Linked DNA regions of Sus scrofa: regions 1 and 3 are each linked to region 2. Evidence: chromatin contacts called from public HiChIP or PLAC-seq data. All regions are on one chromosome and are shown on one strand. Each heading gives the region's core, a stretch centred on a gene start, on an enhancer-like site or on the middle of the called end of the contact. The rest is flanking DNA. Distances are from core to core; before and after follow the strand shown.

What was found. HiChIP or PLAC-seq counts read pairs in DNA pulled down with a chosen protein or histone mark.
Region 1: an H3K27ac HiChIP or PLAC-seq map of alveolar macrophages shows a contact between it and region 2. The contact joins two enhancer-like sites. A contact is called at or near these places in 14 of 47 Hi-C or Micro-C datasets (embryonic fibroblasts, epiblast stem cells, fetal heart ventricle and 9 more) and 2 of 2 datasets of contacts at active chromatin or transcription factors (alveolar macrophages and skeletal muscle).
Region 3: a contact with region 2 is called in an H3K27ac HiChIP or PLAC-seq map of alveolar macrophages. The contact joins two enhancer-like sites. A contact is called at or near these places in 2 of 47 Hi-C or Micro-C datasets (embryonic fibroblasts and epiblast stem cells) and 1 of 2 datasets of contacts at active chromatin or transcription factors (alveolar macrophages).

What each region holds. Positions count from the first base shown.
Region 1 is chr2:144,557,896-144,560,606 of Sscrofa11.1, reverse strand. The region is part of intron 11 of ARHGAP26 (rho GTPase-activating protein 26); the gene reads right to left. Among named protein-coding and RNA genes, the nearest start is that of ARHGAP26, 260 kb to the right of the region's middle. Within about 2 kb of position 1,371, at least 7 of the 83 cell types and tissues checked have an H3K27ac peak or open chromatin away from gene starts, as enhancers often do. A contact at or near this core is called in alveolar macrophages, where this site is marked.
Region 2 is chr2:145,350,296-145,352,995 of Sscrofa11.1, reverse strand. No RefSeq gene overlaps it. Among named protein-coding and RNA genes, the nearest start is that of YIPF5, 320 kb to the left of the region's middle. Within about 2 kb of position 1,320, at least 2 of the 83 cell types and tissues checked have an H3K27ac peak or open chromatin away from gene starts, as enhancers often do. A contact at or near this core is called in alveolar macrophages, where this site is marked.
Region 3 is chr2:144,828,020-144,830,745 of Sscrofa11.1, reverse strand. All of the region lies in intron 8 of NR3C1 (nuclear receptor subfamily 3 group C member 1), which reads left to right. Among named protein-coding and RNA genes, the nearest start is that of NR3C1, 100 kb to the left of the region's middle. Within about 2 kb of position 1,470, at least 1 of the 83 cell types and tissues checked has an H3K27ac peak or open chromatin away from gene starts, as enhancers often do. A contact at or near this core is called in alveolar macrophages, where this site is marked.

The DNA.
Region 1 (2,711 bases), core at 122-2,621, 790 kb after region 2:
GTTATCATACTAAGTGAAGCAAGTCAGAGAAAGAAACACACCATATGCTGTCACTTACATGTAGAATTTAAAATACGATCCAAAGGAACTTATTTATAAAACAGAAACAGACTCACAGACATAGAGAACAGAATTATGGTTACCAAAGGGGAAAGGGGGTGGGGGAGGGATAAAATGGGAGTTTGGGATTAGCAGATGCAAACTATTATGTATAACATAGAGACACAACAAGGACTTACTATGTAGCACAGGGAACTATATTCAGTACCCTATAATAAACCATAATGAAGGAAAAAAGAAAAAAAAAAAGAATGAACTGTTTGAGTCTTAAGCCTGTGGGGATAAAACCAATCTGAAGAGCTTGGAGCAGATAAGGATGCGCCTTAACTCAAAGGGCCAGAGCTTGGGAGCTGTGCATTGGTTCCTCCTTCTCGCATTAGAAACATGCCTCTCATCACCACAGCCCAGGCGACTTCCTCCAGGGAACAATGTCAGGTGGCCACTACTGCTTTTCTAATTCTCACCTGGCAATGCGTCCTCGGGCTCGCCCACCCCATGGCTCCCGGTACAGCATTTACTGTCTCAGGGAGGTCTTTCGAAAGCGAAACCAATAAAAATATATCTGATGGCTCTTCCCTGTGACTTACTCCTGAACAAACATGAAGGCCTGGTTCTTGCCCTGCAGAATTACATGCAAAGAGGTTTAGTAACTGCAAGTGAGCAGGCCACTCAATACGCATCAACTTGGATGGACATTTTGTGAGCAGAGGAAACAAGAGCGATGGAAAACTTTCTTTAAAAGTCCCCATGATGAAGCAATGAGGACAACGCACTGAAGCATCAGCCAGACAGAAAAAGGAAGCCGGATGTGTCATTGCTGGGTGAGCGTGTGTCATGCTTCCAAACAAGCGGCAGGTTCTCTAGGAATCTCCACCTTAGAGAAAAAGGGAAATACGCAATTCAGCTCCAATCATGAGCCAGAATGAAGCAGATTTACTTTATCCGGCTTAACGCGAGGCTACCAAAATCCCTCACACAGCCATTTACTTTCTGGGGTATTTTCACCATGGAATGTGAGCTCTACACCTGACCATGGACAGCAAGCGATGCTAAGAGTCCATGAGGTCACTAAGAGTCCATGGGTCACCAGAGAGGGGTAACTGCAGCTCACGGTGCTGAGCAACACCCTCCCCCGGCCCCTCCAGGCAACAGAGGCACCTCAACACAAAGCCATCTCCTGGAAAATGGCCCAGCACACGTGACCAGACGACTGCGCTCCCAAAGCCAACTGGCCAGTCTCTGGGGGCCCTGGAAGCCTTGCTGGCCATCACGCCAGCAGGCTGGTGAACAGAAATAATTGCCTGCTGCTCAACATGACTAAGACAATGAAGGTGGACAGAAAAACACACTTTCTGTTCCATTCGTTCCAGCATAGCCTGCTGCTTTGTGCCTCTGGCTGTCAAAGATTTGCCTCCCGGATGATGCCTCAGTAACACGGGGGCAGCCAAGGGCTCGGAACGCCTGCTCCCACTCCCTCTGCTCGGCATGCATGTTCCTGTTTCCTTGGGAGCCACCCTACCACCAAGCCCATGCTGCTTGGGCTGGGGAGGCTGAGCCCAATTCCATCTTCAGGTTTGCCTGGGGGATCCCGACTTTGCATCCTAGGGTGCATGTGATTCGCCCCAGGCCAAAGGCAGTCAACGAGACTGGCTTTTAACACTTTCTATCACAACTAGGGGATGAGGCCTTTCCGTCTTGCTAGGACAGTAGGATACAGGCCTAGAGGTTCCGTGGCTGACTCTGCCATCGCAAAGGCAGAGCCTGAAAACAGGCCAAGGTGGAGCCCAGATATGCAGGGAGAGGGGCTTCTGATGGCATGTTGAAGCCTTTAACCTAAATGCGTCTGTGTCACCCCCGCTCTTCCCATGAATGAACCAACAATATCCATCCCTGTAAAGGATTGTGTTCCTATTGCTTGCAGCCAAGAGTTGTGGCAAATACAAAAAAAAAAAAAAGTTCATGAGAGAAAAGCCTAGTTAAGCTTCATAGGGCCCTCTAGAGCGAAGAACAAAGAAAAAGAAGCGGCAAAGCAGAGGCTGGAAGAAAGCGCATTCACGTCACCCCTGAGTGTGCCCTTCCTTCTACCCCACATACCCACCCGGGGCCAAGATCCACCTGCTCTAGCACTGCCGTGGATCTGGAACCTGCCCCTCTCACCCATGTCCCTTCCTACTGCCCAAGGTCAGGGTCTGCCCTCTCATTTGACCTTGACACTGGCCTTCTCCCCGCTCTTGCTGGATCCTGTCTCTGCTCTCACCCATCAGACATTTTGCTCCTGCCCGATGCATGTGTCCCCAAACCCCAGCTCCGGCTGGAGAAGAGAAGCCTTCAGGACACCGCAATGTCGGTCTTCAAAGACTCAAAGGGCTGCCACGTGGACGTGGACGAAGGGGGAGACCTGCTAGTCTGCAGGAGATCAAAGCCAGGGTGGAGTCCCAGGAAGGCAGAGTTGAGCTGGATAAAAAGAACCGCCAGCTAAGAGCTCCCCAGAGGCCGCTAAGGCAGAGACTGTCCTTCCCGCACACAGAACAAAGTCCTGTTTCGTCCAGAAAAGGGCCCAGGGCATCCGGGGGTGACACATTCAGCTTCATTTGAGGCTTCATTGTTGGGAGCCTGTCCTCTCACCTGTACCAGAGCTGGACAGATTCCAA
Region 2 (2,700 bases), core at 71-2,570:
CTATTCAATTATTTTTCTTGGATATGATTCCAGAATGCCTAGTTACAGGGAGAAACCACCACCAAATTAACATAATATCAAGTTTGTATTAATGTACTGGGATGGCATTTAGTGCTGTAAAATCTTGTTACTGTGACTTACAGTGAGGCATAGGAGAAGGAACACGTATTCACTAGCTATTGTAAATGACATGGAGGCAGAAATGTAATTTGTATAAATATATAAAATTTGCTCTATGCATGTATAAACATGCACACAAGGCTTGCTCTGGGGGAAATGAGACCCCTTCTATGTGCTCATTCACTCAGACAACCAACATAAGAGCACAGTCTGATTAAGATGATTCTGTGCAGTTGGACATGGCAAGGGAGCAGCTGCAAGTTGTAGAAATTTAGCAAGTTGCTCAAGATCTAAAGTGCAGTTTTTCCCACAACAAGCACCTTTCTGAGCATCTATTATGTACCAGACATTGAGAATATAGCAGTGGGAAGACAAGAGCTCTGCTTTCCTGGAAGTTATTCTTCATAGAGGATATTCATTAAGGAAAGAAAGAAGAAATTATGAATAGTGATTCCTGCTATGAAGGAATAGGGAAACATGATCAAGAATAATGAGAGAAGGAGGATCCTGGGGAAAGAGGGTACTTCAGGGAGGGGGCTGGTGATTGTAGGAAAGCAGTGTAGTCATCCAAGCCAAAGAACTCCTGCATAGTGCTGCTTAGTACAGATGAGGTGGGAAACAGGGAACAGCTATGGGAGATGGGAAAGTGAAGAGTCTGACTTGCTATTGAGTAGAAAGCATGAAGGAAAGGGAAGAAACAAGGTGGGCTCCCGGGTCTTCTGTGGTCTTTTAGGGTAATTTCACCTGAGGCAATGCTGAAGCCTTCCTGTAGGAAATTCTCTCTTATGGCAAGAACCCCGACTTTTCCTTACAGAAGGAAAGCAGTCTGGCAGGTGAACCATCACACAGAACTTAAGAGGCCAATGTCACAGCTGAGTAGTGTGATCTTAGGCTGATTACTCCCCCTCTCAAAGCCTTGGAACCATGTCACCTGAGCTCCAAAGACCTTATAATGCTTGAAGATACTGAGTTTTTCACTGGTATAGATTGCACATCCCCATAATGCATAAGAGGAACTGAGCCAAATAGAATAGTTGGTGCAGTGCATCCCTCATCACCAGCCCGTAATCCTCGAGGCAATTCCCTATGGGTGCTCATTCTGTGGTTTGTCCCTGTACCTTTCGGTCAGCACAGCCCTGGGAAAGTCCAGTGCAGAGATGGGGCAGCCCAAAAGGCCACCACCAGAGGGCAGCATGCAGCTGTGCACACCCAGATTGGCCTCTGGGGTCATCAGCCCCGCCCCTCCCCTCCACCAGAGCTGGCAGACCAAACTGGTCCTGCGGAAGACTGGTGCTGGGGCAGAATCCTTGCTGCTGAAGCAAACCAGGAAAGGAAGTGTTCCTTTGGGGCAAGGTTCCAAGAAGAGCATGAGAGTATAATTGATGCAGATAATGACAAACCCTAAATGCAATAGCTCACATGGTCTAAACAACAGAGTAAAAATTCTTTTTATCTTTTGCTACCATGCATGGACAACTGTGCACATGGCACTGATAAATGGTTATACACATTCTCTCATTTAAGCTTTGTATCAACCCTATGAGCTATGTCCTCCTTTTTGTCCTTATGTTGCTGATATGGAAGCTTCTGTCAAACAGCATTGACAGAAGTGGTTCTGTGTAACTACAAAAATGTTTAACTACCACCCCACCCCACTCCTCAAGGCTGATATGCATCCACTTAGTATTATTACAGCCCTAGGCTGAGTGCTCTGGGAATAGAAATGAAGTATTATATAGAATTTTGCTCTTGCCTTTGAAGAACATGCACTTTCAAGGTAGAGAGAATAAATTCAGGACCTAAAAACAATACGAGCAATTGTATATAAATCCTGAGGTTGAATAGCTCAGTAAAATTATGTCTTCATAACTCTCAAATGGTTTTCACTCACATCACCCAACTTCTGAAAGCACAGTCACCTTCAAATGTGAAAGGACAAATGAGAGATTGAAGTACAGTCACAACCCTAACCCTTCAATCACTCATTTATCCTCCAAATATGCAACAAGTATCTCTGATTATGATTGATCCTAGATATCACACTGAGACATACCTGGTCCTTGCCCTTGAGTATAATCTAGTTGGGGTGGTAAAAAAAAAAAAAAAAAAGATAGCAAATAAACCAACAAATAATGTGGGATTGCAGTTATAGGTACCATGAATAGTGACAAGTGGTAAACTATTATCTCTGGTGACCTCAGCTCTCGGTCCACCAGTTTCTTGACCTTGGCTCTTAGGATATCCTTTTCCACTCTGGTTACCTGGAAGCCTTGCCTCAAAGCGGTCTTCTCTGCTGTGATCTTGAAGTTTCCAGTCCTTCTGAATTGTGGCCTCTTGTGTATGTTCCTCTCACACACCCTTGGATCCTAGTCGGCCTTTGCTATGCTCTCAGGCTCCCTCCCTGTTTCTGACTTCTCTTGTCCAACCTGGACTCCAGGGAAGGTCAATTTAGTGGTGGTCTTGTTCCTGCTCCAAAATCTCCCTGACCTTCCTCAGAGTCTTTCTCCATCTGAGCCCATGTGTCTTCTGCTCTCTAGGCAGAGTAGGGAAGCTGCTGGCCCTGTAGGCATTCCACGATAA
Region 3 (2,726 bases), core at 221-2,720, 520 kb after region 2:
TCTTTCAAACTATATTACAAAGCTTTAGTTATCAAAACAGTATGGGACTGGCATAAAAGCATTCACATAGAGCAATGGAAAATAAATGAGAGCCCAGAAATAAAGCCATTCATATAGAGTCAATGAATTAATGACAAAGGAGCCAACAATATGTAATGGGGAATGGACAGTCTTGTCAATAAAGATGTTGGGATAACTGGACATCTTGCTAAAGAATGAAACTGGACTAGTATCTAAGACCTGAAATCGTAAAAGTCCTGGAAGAAAACATAGGCAGAAGACATAGGCGGTAAGCTCCTTGATGTCGGCTTGAAGTTTTTGTGGATCGGACACCAAAAGCAACAAAAGCAAAATAAACAAATGAGACTATAGCATTCTAAAGAGTTTCTGCACAGCAAAGGAAGCTTATCAGCAAAATGATGAGTCATCCCAAGAAATGGGAGGAAATATTTGTAAATCATGTCTCTGATAAGCAGTTAATATCCTAAACTATAAAGAACTCATACAACTCAATAGCAAAAAAAAAAAAAAAAAAAAAAAAAAAAACGAATACCCTGATTTTTAAAATGGGGAAGGACCTGAATAGGTATTTCACAAAGACGTACAGTTAGTCAACAAGTATGTCTATCTTTATTCATCAGGGAAATGCATGTAAATCAAAACCATGCTGAGCTATCACCTTACATCTATTAGAATGGCTACTATCACAATGTCCAAAGATAACAAGCAGTAGAATTCCCTTGTGGCGCAGTGGGTTAAGTATCTTGTGTGGTCACTGTAGCAGCCTGGGTCACTGCTGTGATGAGAGTTCAATCCTGAGGCAAGGAACATCCACATGCCACAGGTGTGGCCACACACAAAAAAGTGTTGGTGAAGGTGTGGAGAAAAAGGAACCTCTGTGCACTCCTCGGGGAATTTAAATTGGTGTAGCCACTAGAGAAAACAGTATGAGGGTTTTCCAGCAAATTTAAAATAGAACTACTGTATGAGCCAGCAATTCCACTTTGGGATATTTAGCCAAAAAAAATAAAAGCATTAAGTCAGACAGATACATGCACCATGTTCACTGTAGAATTATTTATAATAGCCAAGATACAGAAACAACCTAGGTATCCATCAAAGGAGGACTGGATGAAGAAAATGTGAATAGAAAGGACCCTGCCCCAAAGAAAGAATAAAATCTCACCACTTAGAACAACATGGGTGGGCATTATGCTGGGTAAAATAAGACAGAGAAAGACAGATACCATACAATCCTACTTATGTGTAATCTAAAAACAAAAGCTCCTTGCTATGTATTGGTGGATGCCAGAGGTGTGTGTGCTGGTGGGGTGTGTTTGGTGGAGGGGAGGCATAGGTGAAGAGGGTTGGAAAGTGTAAAGGAAGTTCTGGGATGTAATGTGCAGCATGGCGTCTGTGGTTAACAGTACTATTGTATGTCTGAAGGTTGCTGAGCGTATGTCTTAAAAAGGTTTCATCACAAGAAGAAAATATTTTTCACAATTTGTGGTAAGGGATGTTAGTAGTTAGACTTACTGTGGTGATCATTTTCCAATATATACAAATACTGAATCATTGTGTTACGCACTTGAATATAGTATGCTAATTATATCTAAATTTTTAAAAAGAAATGTTAAAAATCCACTGAGAAAGAGTAGGAAACAGGTTCACAGAGGTTATACTCAAGTCCACAGGACAACTTAAGAATGAATTCCTAAACCCACTGCTTTTCTTCTAGTCCAGCATTTTCTAAGATGTCAGCAACAGTGAAGTTTAAGTTTGGGAAACCCATGTGTTTCCCTCCCTGAAGAGTGCATAATTATAGCTTTGAGAGGTCCTGGAATCTAGAAATCTGCCTTTGTATTAAATAAACATTTAGTTTTGCTAATTTCTGACCATCATATCCTTTTTTCCTTAATTATTAACAAAGAACCAGGGTTCCTAGGAGCATACTAGTAAGTGTAGCATCTATAAAAGTCAGTCTCTGCAAGACTAAGTAAAATCATGATGAAAACCTTCAGTCTTTGAAGAGTACTGCAAAAAAAAAAAAATTGATTTTATATCGATTTTATGATTCATGAGGCATTTGCTCTTTTTTTTTTTTTTTTTTTTTTTGTCTTTTCCAGGTCTGCTCCCATGGCATATGGAGGTTCCCAGGTTGGGGTCTAATTGGAGCTGTAGTCGCTGGCCTATGCCAGAGCCACAGCAACGCAGGATCGCAGGATCCAAGACTCGTCTGCAACCTATACCACAGCTCACAGCAACGCCAGATCCTTAACCCACTGAGTAAGGCCAGGGATCGAACCTGCAACGTCATGGTCCCTAGCCGTCATGGTCCCTAGCCAGATTCGTTAATCACCGAGCCACGACGGGAACTCTCCGGCATTTGCTCTATTTCTATACATTGAGAAAGGCAGGTATTTGCTCCCCAGTAAGGCATATGTATAAGCCACATTAAAAAAATCGTTTCTTTTTAGATTGGAATTGTATCACTTTAGTATGCTAACACATTGATTAATGTACTGCATGCTGATGTGAAGGTCCTAATTAGTGATCTCATGATATCCCAAGAGTAATTGGCGGGATGGATATACTGTTGAAGCCTTCTGTGTCTGTACTAGAATTAAACTGAAAGGCAGAATGATAATTATTTTGGTCTTCAAACTACCTTTTTGAGCTAGGGAGGAAGGTTTTTTACCAGCCCCATTTCAAAAATGAGAAACAAA